2 separate regions of the Pan troglodytes genome follow, and region 2 is linked to region 1. A link is a contact called in public HiChIP or PLAC-seq data. All regions are on one chromosome and are shown on one strand. The core of a region is the stretch at or near the end of the contact, and the rest is flanking DNA. Distances in the headings are between cores, read along the strand shown. Region 1 holds the start of TRIM13 (tripartite motif containing 13). Region 2 holds the start of RNASEH2B (ribonuclease H2 subunit B).

Region 1 (7,173 bases), core at 2,176-4,675:
TTACCAATATATATGTATAGGCAATAAATGGTAATAAAAGTTATGGGGTAGGAATAGAAATACTGGGCTTAAAAGCATCTTAGAAATCATCTAAACACCTAATTTTAGGAGTCAAAAAAACTAAGACACCCCCAGCACTCAAAAAGTGGAGACTCATCAGTTGTACACAGCAAACTAGGCATCACAGCCTGAGTTTTCTAATTCTTAGACCTTAGCAATATCTAGAAAGGGACTCAAAAACTCAGTATTCTTATTCATAAAATGAAGGAGTTTAATCATAAGCTCTCTAAAATCCCTTCTAAAATTTTGCAGTTTTTACAAACTAGGTTTAACAGGCTCTCTAGTGAAGGGGAAAGCACAGAACCTGCTTTTGAGTACCTGTGTTCAAGCACCAGTTTTATCCTTCATAAAATTAGGATTTTTATATCTGGGAATGGTGCCACACACTTGTAGTCCCAGCTACTCTGAAGGCTGAAGCAGGAGGATCACTTGAGCCCAGTTCAAGACCAGCCTGGGGAACACAGTTGAGAATCCCATCTCTTGGAAAAAAATTTAAAAATGATTTTTATAGTATTTACCTCATAATGAAATGGCTCCATTGCCTGGGGGATACACCCGTGGTTGTCTCGAGCCAAGAAAGAATTCAGGACATGGACACACACGAGGAGTGGGTTTAGGAGCGGAAAATTTAATAGGGAAAGGTTCCTCACGCTGAGAAATGTCACCCAAGAGAGGGTCTCCGGGTTTGGGGTGAAACGCAATCGATTTTGTACAGAGGCTTGAGGAGGCGGTGATTTACATAGGGCCCAGGGGACTGGTTTGACCAGGTGAATCATTTACATAGCCCGTCTAAAGACTGGCCCTCCCACCCTAATTTTTTGTTATGCAAATGTAGCTTCTACCTGGGGCCGCCATGACACCTGCACCCGTGGTTTTACCTAGTGATCGCCAAGACGCCCACATAGGGTGACAAGGAAAAGGGAGCGGCCCAGACGCCCATATAGGGTGACAAGGAAAAGGGAGTGAGAAACCCCATATTGAATGTACCTGGCTTCCAGATACAGCAGGCTACATTTATACATATAAAAGCTTCTAGCTTGCATATTTTTGCTTGCAGCTTGACTTTTCAGGGTTTCTGTTAGAAAATAAATGGTTTAGGGGCTTTTTTTTTTTTTTTTTTTTTTTGGTAGAGTCTGGCTCTGTTGCCCAGTCTAGAGTGCAGTGGCACGATCTTGGCTCACTGCTACCTCTGCGTCCCGGTTCAAGTGGTTCTTCTGCCTCAGCCTCCCGAGTAGCTGGGATTACAGGTGCGCGCACCCCCACGCCCAGCTAATTTTTGTATTGTTAGTAAAGATGGGATTTCACCATATTGGTCAGGCTGGTCTTGAACTCCTGACCTCAAGTGATCCACCCACCTCAGCCTCCCAAAGTCACCGGCCAGGAGCTGCTTTTTATTAAAGGAAAATTCCACCGAGAACTCTTTTACTCTTTCTAGCTGCCTAAAAGTAATTTCTTAACTCCTGTGTGATGTGTGAGAATTCCATAAACTACGAAACTATACAAACATAAGGTTTAATTACATATGTGCAAACTCTACACATTTAAGGTGTTATTTTGGAGCATCAGTGTATCAAGCAAGAAAAGGTTCTAAACTTGAACTGTGATTTCAAAGCAAGGCAAAACAAGTATTACATAAGGTATCAGGTACAAAGCAGTGTCATGAAAATGAGCATATCTGAACAAAAGCTGTGACAGAATTAAGGCCAGATAACCTATCATAAATGTATAGAATGAACAGAACAGCCCGGTTTTAGGAAAGGACTTCCCAGGGAGGTTTAGTAAGCCAGCTGGTAGAAAGGAAAAAAAACGTATTTTTAGGGAGGGATAGGGACGCTCCCATTGTGCAAGAAGGAAGTATAGCCGGTTAACAGCTCCATCAAGTTCTACTAGAAGGAGTGCCTATGTAAATGAAATTCTGCTTTTAAAGTGCCTATTATATAAAGGTCTCTAGAAAACTCAAGCCCTGTTCTACAAGCCCTAGCAGCCTGACAATTCACTAAGCATAGGAGAAGGGAAAAAAAACTAGGAAAAAAGTGTGGAAGCCCCTTTCTTCCTTTGTAATATGAATGTTTGGATATATTTAAGATAAATACCACATAAATAATTGCTAAACGTGAATTCTGTTTTTCTAAGTTTTAACAAAATATGCAAAGAACAAAGACCACCAATGAAAGTGGATGGGAACATACGTATTCTACACACAGTTCCATTTTGGAAGGTTCTAGAGCCTATTGAAATTGGGTGTTTAAAAAAAAAAAGATAACACAGGAAAATTATTGTAGTTTACCTCTGTCTCCTACAAGCTGATGTATTTGGCAGGGTTACTATTTCCCAGGGCAAAGCAGGTCTTTTTTTTCACGTTTTGACTAACGAACTAGAGGCTACTGCAAAGAAAGAAGAAAAAGAACAGTATTAACGCATTTATTTGCACAGCACCCCAATCTTGACCCTCAATTTTTTCAATCGCCCCCACAAATAAAGCCCGGCTGTTTAGACCTGGTGAACCGCCAGGAGCCTGGAGCTCTTTGTATTAAGCAGCTTCTCGGTTAGGGCGCCCTCCCCCGGCGCCATGCAACCAAACGCTGGCGGCGCGCTGTAACCTAAGGCCCACACCCGTCTTTTCTTTTCTAGGGGATGTGGAGACGCTGGTAGCGGGGCCAGGAAGGCTCCGGACGGAGCAGGTTTTCTGGACCACAGACACACTGCCCCGGCGCCCTCCGCAGGCCGCTCCTCCCCAGGCCCATGACAGTGCCCCGCTGGTTTCCGCCGCGCTGCCGGACTGGAGCTCAGACGGCCTTCGCCAGCCCCCCCAACCCACGCAGATCCCTGCTGACCTGGGCAAGTCCCCACCCTCGCTGAAGGTTCGAGGACCACCCCGCTTTCCCGAGGGGAGCCAGGCGGCGGGTACTTATCTCCGACCTCCGGCTAGTGGGAAAGGCCGCGCGACCGCCCGTCCTCCAACTACAGGCACCGCACGGTACGCGCCAAGCACAGCCCCAAAATGGACTCGCGGCTCCGGCTAGCTCCGCCCCCTTCCCTCTCCCGCTTCCCTCTCCCCTCCCCCTTCCCTCCCGTCCCTTCCCCCTCCCCTCCCCCTTCCCTCCCGTCCCTTCCCCCTCCCCTCCCCCTTCCCTCCCGTCCCTTCCCCCTCCCCCTTCCCTCCCGTCCCTTCCCCCTCCCCTCCCCCTCCCTCTCCCCCTCCCTCTCCCCCTCCCTTCCCCGTCGCCCGCCTCCGCCTGCACCTCCGGCCCCGCCTCCCCGTCCCGCTTCGCCTGTGTCCCGCCTCCCCGGCCGCGCCTCGCCTTGGCGGAGGGAGCCGGGTGGTGAGACTGCGTTCCTGCCGGCGTCTCCAACCGCCGCCTGCTCCCGCCGTCCACCCGCGCGGGCCGCCTGGGACGGGGAGGGCCGGGCTGCGGGCTTTTCTCCCTTCCAGAGTTCTGCGCGCGCCCAAAGCCCCCCCGCAGAGGCTGGGCAGCGGCTCCGGGAAGTGGACGCCGTTTGCCCAGACGGTGGGCTCGACTGAAGCGGCGCGGTCCCGGGTGGGGCCGCCCGGGAAGAAAGTCTCCCAGTTAAGCTGCCGTGCAATTAAGATGGTTGGGTTTGGATTGTTGTACTTTTTTTTTTGTTCGTTGCATTTTTAGGAACAAAAAAAAAAGCCCAACCCTTCACACCACTTCATCCGCATCTCAAGACCAGAAGCTGACCCCAGCGGCTCGGGGAAATGGAGCCCCGCACCGCACAAGGGGGAGGGTGGGACTGGCACCTCCGCACTGCGCGGCCTGCGGAGTCACCGATTCGCGTTGGGAGCGCGCCAGGAGCGCCAGGGCTCTAGCCGGGGGCTCCGGGCAAGGCGCAACCAGAAGAGGGTTCAGTATCCCCCATCACCCCCACCCCCAACCGTGACCCTCTTTCTTTGCGGGCTTTAGGCAGGACACCAGAGACCCAATTCTATTTAAAATTCTCTTTTAAGAAAAGGAACGCCTGTTTTTGCCTTTGGGGGGAAAGGATGAACTTTCAAATTGGCTTTAAATTATCCACCACTAACAGTTACTCAGTCGCTAACCTGACTATTCTGACGTCCACCTCCCGTTTGAGGACCTTGCCCAATAGCAAACGTACTAAGCACTTAACCAATGAACGGTGTGAAGGATGCAAACATGGATGATGAAGGAATGGCTCCTCCAAAATGTACGATCTTGGGAGAAGTGAGGCGAGTATAGAATCTCAGAACACGCTGTAGGATTGAGTTCGATCCCAGTTGAGGAAGTTTGGGTTTGGGGAGGAAATCGGTTATTTTGGAGAAATGGTATTCAAGACCTACCATAAATAGCAGTATAGCCCGTTGACTAATAATGCTTAGCCCAACCCCCGTAAAAAGCCCCTGGCCACATCCGTCTCCTGAGATTCCCACTTCTCTGTGTGCATCTCCCTTCCTGCTGTAAGAAACCTAACTTTGCCTTTGTAGAACACTTCTTTTAATTTCTGTCATTCAGTCTCATAACACTGTGTAAAAGAAATTATGATCTTCATCCTATATAGATGAGAAAACAGGTGAAGTGACTTTTCCAAGGTACAAAAACAAGAGGCAGAGCTGAGGCTAAAGGCAGACTCCAGATATGGGCTCTTTCTACAGCACCATAACTGTCAGTGACAAAACTGCACCCCAGTACCTTACTAAATTTAGTGTTTTTAGGCCAGGCACGGTGGCTCACGCCTGTAATCCCAGCACTTTGGGAGGTCGAGGCGGGCAGATCACCTGAGGTCAGGAGTTCCAGACCGGACTGACCAACATGGTGAAACCTGGTCTCTACTAAAAATACAAAAATTAGCCGGTCATGGTGCCGCATGCCTGTAGTCCCAGCTACTTGAGAGGCTGAGGCAGGAGAATAGCTTGAACCCGGGAGATGGAGGTTGCAGTGAGCCGAGATCGTACCACTGCACTCCAGCCTGGGCAACAGAGCAAGACTCCGTCTCAATAACTAAATTAATTAATTAATTTAGTGTTTCTAAAAAAACAAAGTGATCTGTAGAAACATCTCATTTATTTGTTGTCATTGTGTGTTGATTGATTTTGAGACAGGGTCTATCTCTGTCCCCCAGGCTGGAGTGCAGTAGCATGATCATGGCTCACTACAGCCTCAAGCCCCCGGGCCCAAATTATCCTCCTCCCTTAGCCTCCCAAGTAGCTGGGACCACAGACATGCGCCACCACGCCTGGCTAATTTTATTTTTTGTAGAGATAGAGTCTCACTATGTTGCCCAGGCTGGTGTCAAACTCCTGGGCTCAAGTGTTCCTCAGGCCTCAGCCTCCCAAAGTGCTGGGATTACAGGCGTGAGCCACCACACCCAGCCATATGGAAACATTTCAGATATCCTAATATTAAAATGATATTTCACAACACTGGACAGTTATTAACTCATGTGAAAGGAAAATCTTGGGGCCCCAAAATCACTAAGCTAAAGGAAAAAGTCAAGCTTCGGAGAACTGCTTAGGGCAAACCTGCCTCCGATTCTATTCAAAGTCACCCCTCTGCTCACTGAGATAAATGAATATCTGATTGCCTCCTTTGGAAAGGGTAACCAGAAACTCAAAAGAATGCAGTGATTTGCCTCTTATCTCCCTAAAACCTGGAAGCCCGCCCCCTGTTTTGAGTTGTCCCACCTTTGCTTCAAGTCGTCCCACCTTTTCTGGACTGAACCAGTGTTCATCTTACACACGCTGATTGATGTCTCGTGTCTTCCTAAAATGTACAAAACCAAACTGCTCTGACCACCTCGGGTTCTGACCTCCTGAGGCTGTATCATGGGCACGCATCCTCAACCGTGGCAAAATAAACTTTCTAAATTAACTGGGACCTGGCTCAGATTTTTAGGGTTCACACGCAAAACCCACAAATTATCCTTAATGTAATTATATAATATATATTTATGTAGTTAGATCTGGTTGGCGGTAGATACTAATACACTTTTGCCCAACTAAGTGTAAAACACATTAAATCTGTATAGCAATCTCTAGACTATTACACAAAATTAACTACTAACTAGAAAACACAGTATATTAAATTCTCTTAAGTGTGGAAAAATGGAGAAGGAAGAATAACCTTTTCTGTCCTCCCGTGGTCCTAATACACAGAACAGCGACTGGGAAACTGCCACTAGAAAAAGATGACTGTCCAACTAAAACCTGCATACACAGCTACATCCTTCCCTGGAAGAGCACAGTGGAACTAGATCCTAGTACAGATAGCACAGGGATTGTCAACATTCTTGTCACACTGAAATTTCCTTCTACTGATCTTCAAGTAAGTAACTAACAGCTGAAACTTGGAATTTATATATCAGCACAGCACGAAGACTATAGATATATCTAGTCTTATGTAAGTTTCATATTGTGTGATAAATGTATTGCCCCCCCCGCCCCCGAATGCCGGCCCCTCTGAGAAATATATTTTTACAGGGTAGCATTTCTAATATATATAAAATGCATAATGTTAAATAATGTTTATATATTAATATGTTATATACTAATATTAAATATAAAATATCCTGCATATTATATTTTTAATATAAAATGTATATTATTGCATTGATTTACTTCCTGGTGTTGTTTTCATTCCTGGGCCTTGACAAAGATAAAAACTTCTCAGCCTTCCTCCCCACCTACCCAGACAGAAATGATCAGATGTTCCATAACAAAAGGGACAGTGCCAAATTTAGTGTACACTGAAATGTAAATTGTCAGAGTGAGGAACATCTAATAACAAAGCCTGGAGCAACTGTGCATAGGGGAAGGGGTCTGGTAAGCCTCCCTAGATACAATGGAACTTTTTTATTATTATTCTATCCTTCCATTTAGCTGCCAGAGTCATAGATGCAAGCCCCAACATTCCCCAGTGAGAATTCCTGCCACTAAAAGACACTGACAGTGCAAGATGTAGAGAAAAGAGCATAGGCTTTGGAATCAGTTCTGCATCCAAACTCTAGCTCTGCCATTTACTAGTTGTTAAAGTTACTTAGCATCTCTAAGCCTCGGTTTCCTCATTTGTAAAATGGAAATCATGATACATTTGATCATGAAAATTAGGTAACATATAAAGCAACCAACATTGCATC
Region 2 (7,173 bases), core at 2,020-4,519, 920 kb before region 1:
AAACAAACTGAAAACTAGAGGCAAAGATACCTAAATCAAACATTTAAATATGTCCTTCAAGATATAACACAGTGCTGTGGCAGGCAACTCGATGAACAGCATGAATTAAATGTTGGAAAAAAGTATCATTGCAAGGTTAGGCATCTTTACCCTTGTCTCATGGATAAATCCCTTTAAAGTTCTGTTGGCCTGTGGGTTCATGTGCTCACTTTTCAGTACACAAAGTAAGTTCTTCAGATCCCAAGTTTTCTAAAACCGAATACAAGCCGCCTCCGCCAAATACTTTTGAAAAATGTTTAATAATCTTTGTTTTCTTTATTAAGGGCCCAGCTTTACTGGAGTATGGTGCTCCCTCAGCCAGGGGCATATCGTTTCCAACTCCCGAATGGGTAACTAAGCAGGCTGATTTCTCATCTTCTGGAAAAGAAGACAACTACATCTGGGAAGATGAGCCTCACACTCTGCACTTACATGCACTTCCTTGACCATATAAATTCTGGCCCAGCACAAAGAGGGCCAAACATGAGGCTTGTCATTCTTATATCCCAATCTAGTTCCCAAAGTCTTTACTGCAGTGGTTCCTGGGGTGGGGGCAGTGGTTTCCGGACCAGCAGCATCAGTATCTCTTGGGAACTTGTTACCAATGCACATTCTCTGGCCCCAGCCCAGGACCTACTGAACCAGCACCTCTGGGAACTGAGGCCCAGCTCCCCAGGTAAATGATGCCCTCAAGTTTGAGAACTAGTGTTGCACTGCAGTCGCTGTCAAACCTTGTTGTACCCTCAGAGCCTGCAGGTGGCGCTAAAGGCCAGAAGGAAGAATTGCAGGAGCTGGTAGCTCAAGTTTTTAACTGTTAAGAGTTCCTGCCCCCCTGACCACACAGCTCTTTCTAGCAGTCCCAACAGCTGCTCAGCCTCCCCCAATGCCTTAAAAGGTCACAGTAGATCTCAGCTCTGAACAGAAACTCAACTGAAACTCTTCCCACAACCCAGCAGTAGATATATTAAAACCTACAATTTTCAGGGATACAATCAATATTTAATTCTTTTGAGGGTTTTGTGTTTAATACAAGGACACAAACACACGTATAAAATGACGATGTCAATACTGATTAAACAGAACAACAAAATAAGAAGCTCAAATTATCATCAGCTATTGTGTATATCTGAAATAACAATAATGCACTTGATTCTGAAAGAATGATTAGAGTTCCTACTCTGAAAATCTAATTGTCTTGATGTGACGAAGTGAGAAGAAAGGATGATTTTTCTAATGAAAAGCATGTATACGGGTAGCCCTTTGCGAGATTCTGTCAAAACCCTGAATTTTGCATTAGCTGTTTTACCACCCAAACGTTTTTACTGAGGATGTGCAGCAATGGGAACTCTCATACACTGCTTGTGGGAATATAAATCAGTATAACCACTTTGGAAAACCATTTAACATTGTCAACTACAGCTCTACACACAAGTACTAGAACCAGCCATTCCACTCCAGCGTATGCACCCTAGAGATATGAGTGCCCATGTCTACCAAAAGCCGCCTAAAGGAATGCTCTGAGAAGTGTAACTTGTAATAGTTGCAAACTGGAAACAACCCAAATGTCCATCCACAGTAGAGATACACAGTATGGATACTCATACAATTAAACAGAAACAGCAATGAAAAAACTAACCAACCAACCAAACAACTGCTACAACATGAATGAATTTCACAACAAGGATGAATCTTTCAGAGTGAAAGAAGCCAGACACAAAGGGGTACACTCTTATTCAAACAGGCAAAACTAATCTCTGGTGACAGAGGTCAGCATAGAGGTTCCTGGGGCTATCTAGGAACAGGCATGAGGCGTTATTGGAAACAGACTACATCTTGAACTGGGGGATGGTTACTAGGGTGGTGTATACGTATGAAAAGTTCAGTGAGTTGCATACTTAAAATCCGTACACTTTATGTATGTTTTATTTTTAGAGGCAAAAAATATTATTGACAGCCTGTCATGCAAACATTTTCAATAACCATCATAAAACTCTAAATTCCTGGGAAAGAATATTGTTATCAGAGTATATTTACTGCAACAAACACTGCATTTGCTGAGCTAAACTCAAAACTTAATACAGGGAACAGGAGATGTTCCTTTTTTCCAATGTTACATATATAAAAAGACCAAACCTTTCTGGCTTGCACTCCCTAGGCCAAATTCCTTTAGCTGTGTCATTTAATCGGTCCTTCCTTGTGTGGCACTGGCTGTCCACTGTCCCAAGCCCTCGCATGTCCTGGATGGCCGGTCATCATCCACACGGGGGCTGAAAGGCCCGGCTCCAGCACTCCTGTGGTCATCATCCTGCTGAATCACTTTGAACTACCCTTGGCCTAACCGCGACTCCCATCCCGCTTCCCTCCTGCCTCGCCACTGCAGGCCTGTCCCTTTGCTTTCTTAAAACTGCGCACCGTCTGAGGCCACTTCGAGCCTACTGGATCCCTGGTTCCGACCCAGTAGGATCACAGAAGCAGGGCCAGCTGCCAGGTAGGGGACACCAAGGGCAGAAACCTCCGGGGCCCGCAGCGCACCGGTGACCGCGAACCCGCGTGGCTCCCCTCAGGCTGAGTCGGCTTCCACCCTCCCACCCGAGCCACCGGGGATCAGGGCCCGGGAAACACGCTCGGTCCTTTTCGGCGCCTCCGGGTTTGAAAACCGCGGCTTGCTATGACGTGTGACCAAAATGCGGGGCCAGCTGTCCCAGAGAGAATCCCATCCCGCGCCGGGCCGGGTAGTGGGAGCCACCGGGGTGGGGGGCGGCGCGCCCGGGGTCGCGGGCCGCTCCGCCAGTTCTTGGGCCGCCCCTGCCGCCCGGGCGCGCGTGTTTACCTGGAACCAGGAACACGTGCTGCCGGGCGCCAACCCCGTCCCCGCAGTCCACGCCAGCGGCCATGCCGCCCGCCTCTTCCGGGGCGCCGCAGGCTCAGCGCCGCGGGCCTCAGTCTCCCAGCCCCGCCGAAAATGGCGGGAGAGGGGTCTGTTCCGGGTGGCGCGGCGCGCTGAGGGACCGGCAGGGACCGGCAGCGCCCGGGAGGAGGCCCAGGGACCGAGTTTCGTTTCGTTTCCGAGACCAGCCTGCTGCTCGTGTTACGTTTTTAAATTTAGCGCCAGGCGAGGGGCTCTGAATGCCGGCCCGTGGCCGCAGGCAACGGGAAGGGGCCGCGGCCTCTCCCTCGCGGCTCCGCTAGTGGTAGGTGCTCATCGCGCGCCGCAGGGCGCCGAGTGACGCGGAGCGGGGCGGGGTCGCCGGGGCCCCGCGCTCTGTGGCTGCACCCAGCGGCCCTCCATGGTCTAGCCAGCGGGCTAGGATTGGGTCTGCGGGGTGTGTGCCCGGACAACGGGTGACGCCCGCCACACCCCCGGGGCCGGGGGACTCACCTGGAGCTAGTCCGTGTTAAGGACAATAGCAGTCACATCGGAATCCGAATGCAACTCTTAGCCATGGTCCTCAATTATTTGTGAATATATATTGGTCATCAGTTGCATTCTATGTTGCTATTGATGTGAGAATATGTGTGCATTGTGAGCTATAAGGGATGTCCTCAATTTGGACTCCGTCCTCATCACTAAAAGAGGTGCACAGTTTTGGGCTCAGAATATGAATTTGTTGTTTTGGAGAACGCTGTATACTGAGTTAAAAACTTAGACATTTATTTAAAAAGTGATGTTTAAAAAGTTAGAGCCATGAAATTTGGGGATTTAAACTTTTAAAAATAACATTTTAATTGAAAAGTGCTGTTTGGTACATGGTTTTTAAGAAGAAAGTACATATTCCTTTCATACTTTAGAGAAAAGCACGGGCCAGGCGCAGTGGCTCAGGCCTGTAATCCCAGCACTTTGGGAGGCCGAGGCGGGCGGATCGCCTGAGGTCAGGAGCTGGAGACCAGCCTGACCAACAAAGTGAAACTCCGTCTCTACTGCAAATACAAAAATTAGCTGGGTGCGGTGGTGCACATCTGTAATCCCAGCTACTACGGAGGCTGAGGCACAAGAATCACTTGAACCCAGGAGATGGAGGTTGCAGTGAACCGAGATCCCACCACTGCACTCTGGCCTGGGCTACAGAGCTGGACTCTGTCAAAAAAACAAAAACAAAAAAATCCACAAAAACCTATTTTTTTTTTTTTTAAAGAAAAGCATGATGTATCTCTTTTATCCCAGATCCCAGGGGTAACTGTTAACATTTCTTCTCTATTCTTGCAGAATTTTTCCATGCAAAAACAAGTTAATGTCTTATTTTTGCACAATTGAAAGAATAATATACATAACTCATGCACTTTGCTTTTCAAGTTTAATCTTGAAGATAGTTAAATTTAGCAGCACTAAATTTATCTCGGCCCTCTGAAAAGGTTTTTAACTTCAAACCTGTTTCCCATGGGGTGAGACCAATACAGCTGCAGTTGATTGCAGGACACAGCTGGTGGAGAAGAGGCCTTTCTGGCTGAGGAAAGGCGCCTCTTGCCAGTTTTGGGGCAAGGAGCAGCAGATTGGTACTGCTCTGATCTTCCCTCTCCCCGAAAACGACTGTAGAAGATGCTGTGGTGTATAGCACAAATCCCCAGGCACACCATCGTCTTACTAACAGCTACAGGAGCACCCCATTATTCCTGTAGGATGGGATCCAAAACCCCCAGTGAAGGCCTAAAACCGCAAATAGTACCAAACCCTAATATACTGTTTTTTCCTTTGCATGTATATCTGTGATAAAGTTTAATTTGAAAATTAGGCCCAGTAAGAGATGAACAACAATAATAATAAAATAGAACAATTCTCACAGTATGCCAGCATCACTACTCTTGCAGCTACCAAGTGACTCATAAGGAGGGGACCTTCTGCAGTGTGGATCCGCTGGACAAAGGTAGAATTCAGGTCCTTTGCAGGACGAAGCTGGATGGTGCAAGATTTCTTCACACCACTCAGAACACTGTACACTTTAAAACTTACGAATTGTTTCTGGAATTTTTCGTGTAATATTTTTGGACCAAGTTCGACTGGGGGTAACTGACACCTTGGAAAGTGAAACTTCGAATAGGGGGAGCTACTGTACATGAGAAATGTTACCCATGATTCCCTTGCTCAGACATACATACCTGTTTCATTTTTCTCTGATCCTTTCTAGCCCTTGGCTGTATTAATGTATATTTTTGTGGTTGTTGTCACAATTTAGACTGTTTTGTCTGCTTTTCTCACTTAACATTGTCATAAGCATGTGCCCCTTCATATCGAGAAGTATCATTGTTAATGAAGGCATGATATTTAACACAGCTGGTGTACTAGGGTTAGTTATCCATTCCCTAGTGTGCAGTATTTAGGTTATTTCAAACTGTTATTATAAATAATGCTACAATGTGTATTGTATATGGGCTATGTATACAGCAGTTTGACACAGTGATTGGTGTACATATACAAACAGATGCTTTGTATCTAAAGAAAAAAATTTAGATGCAGGAAATTATTTTTAGCAGAATACCATGTAGGTAAATTTAAAAGGCACAAAGAACAACACGATGTAATTTACAAGGATACATGCATATTTAAGGCCATGTCAAGCACATAAAGAAATGGGTGTCTTTACATACATGTGGCCAACAAACATATGAAAAAAGTTCAACATCACTGATCATTAGAGAAATGGAAATCAAAACCACAATGATATACCATCTCATGGCAGTCAAAATGGTGGTTATTAAAAAGTCAAGAAACAACAGATGAGGCCGGGCACGGTGGATCACGCCTGTAATCCCAGCACTTTGGGAGGCCGAGGTGGGCGGATCACCTGAGGTCAGGAGTTCAAGACCAGCCTGACCAACATGGAGAAACCCCATCTCTACTAAAAATACAAAAAATATTAGCCAGGCGTGGTGGCGCGTGTCTGTAATCCCAGCTACTCGGGAGGCTGAGGCAGGAGAATTGCTTGAACCTGGGAGGCAGAGGTTGCAGTGAGCCAAGATCGCGCTATTGCACTCCAGCCTGGGCAACGAGAGCAAAACTCCGTCTCAAAAAAAAAAAAAAAAAAAAGAAAGAAAAAAAAAGAAACAACAGATACTGGCAAGACTGGGGAGAAATAGGAACTCTTTTACACTGTTGGTGGGAATGTAAATTAATTCAACCATTGTGGAAGACAGTGTGGTGATTCCTCAAAGATTTAGAGCTGGAAATACCATTTGACCCAGCGATCCCATTACTGGGTATATACCTAAAGGAATATAAATCATTTTATTATAAAGATACATGCATGTGTATGTTCATTGCAGCACTATTCACAATAGCAAAGACATGGAATCAACCCAAATGCCCATCGATGATAGACTGGATAAAGAAAATGTACATATACACCACAGAATACCATGCAGCCATAAAAAGGAATGAGATCATGTCCTTTGCAGAGACATGGATGAAGCTGGAGGTCATTATCCTCAGCAAACGAATGCAGACGCAGAAAACCAAACACCGCATGTTCTAACTTATAAGTGGGAGCTGAACAATGAGAACACATGGACACAGGGAGGGGAACAACACACACTGGGGCCTGTAAGCGGAGGGTGGTCGGGGAGGAGATCATTAGAGAAAAGAGCTAATGCATACTGAGTTTAATGCTTAGGTGATGGGGTGATAGGTGAAGCAAACTGCCATGGCACACGTTTACCTATGGAACAAACCTGCACATCCTGTCCATATACTCTGGGACTTAAATAAAATATGGGTGTCTTTAATATGGAGAGGAATGGGAGAAAGCATGGGTAAGGAATGAGGGGCAGGAGAAATTAAATGAGAGGCCCAGGCTCATACGGGTAATGGTTGCTATACTCTGTGAATGAGAAAACAATGAACTCTGCCCTTTCTGTAAATAATTTCCTTTATCATTAAAAAAAATTATGTAAGTACCTTTTTGAAAAGGGTACCATTACTGATAGGCTGACTCCAGATCCCTGTTGTCTTCAAGGTAAAGTCTAAGGTGCTAAGCTTTGAACACATGGCCCGTGAGATCCGGTCCTGGCTGGACTCCCCAGCTACAGTTCCCACCACCTATGTCGCTCTCCACCCAGTCCACAGTGTGGCCACAAGGAACTGCCTGTGGTTCTCTTCTCTGTCACATCTAGCACTTGGTATTGTGTCCCCAATGCTGAGACCAT

Evidence for each region. HiChIP or PLAC-seq counts read pairs in DNA pulled down with a chosen protein or histone mark.
Region 2: an H3K4me3 HiChIP or PLAC-seq map of stem cell-derived excitatory neurons shows a contact between it and region 1, with 16 times the contacts expected there. The contact joins the promoter of RNASEH2B here to the promoter of TRIM13 in region 1. A contact is called at or near these places in 2 of 7 Hi-C or Micro-C datasets (induced pluripotent stem cells and stem cell-derived neural progenitor cells) and 1 of 1 datasets of contacts at active chromatin or transcription factors (stem cell-derived excitatory neurons).

What each region holds. Positions count from the first base shown.
Region 1 is chr14:55,586,475-55,593,647 of NHGRI_mPanTro3-v2.0_pri, reverse strand. It overlaps TRIM13 (tripartite motif containing 13), which reads right to left and starts at 3,425. Exons shown (of 3, transcript NM_001246517.1): 1 at 3,363-3,425; 2 at 2,348-2,444. LOC745092 reads left to right here. Exons shown (of 11, transcript XM_063792558.1): 8 at 2,692-3,037; 9 at 6,194-6,362.
Region 2 is chr14:56,502,165-56,509,337 of NHGRI_mPanTro3-v2.0_pri, reverse strand. RNASEH2B (ribonuclease H2 subunit B) reads right to left here and starts at 3,269. Exons shown (of 12, transcript XR_010150741.1): 1 at 2,870-3,269. It overlaps LOC104001840 (a long non-coding RNA gene), which reads left to right and starts at 2,389. Exons shown (of 5, transcript XR_001708730.3): 1 at 2,389-2,527.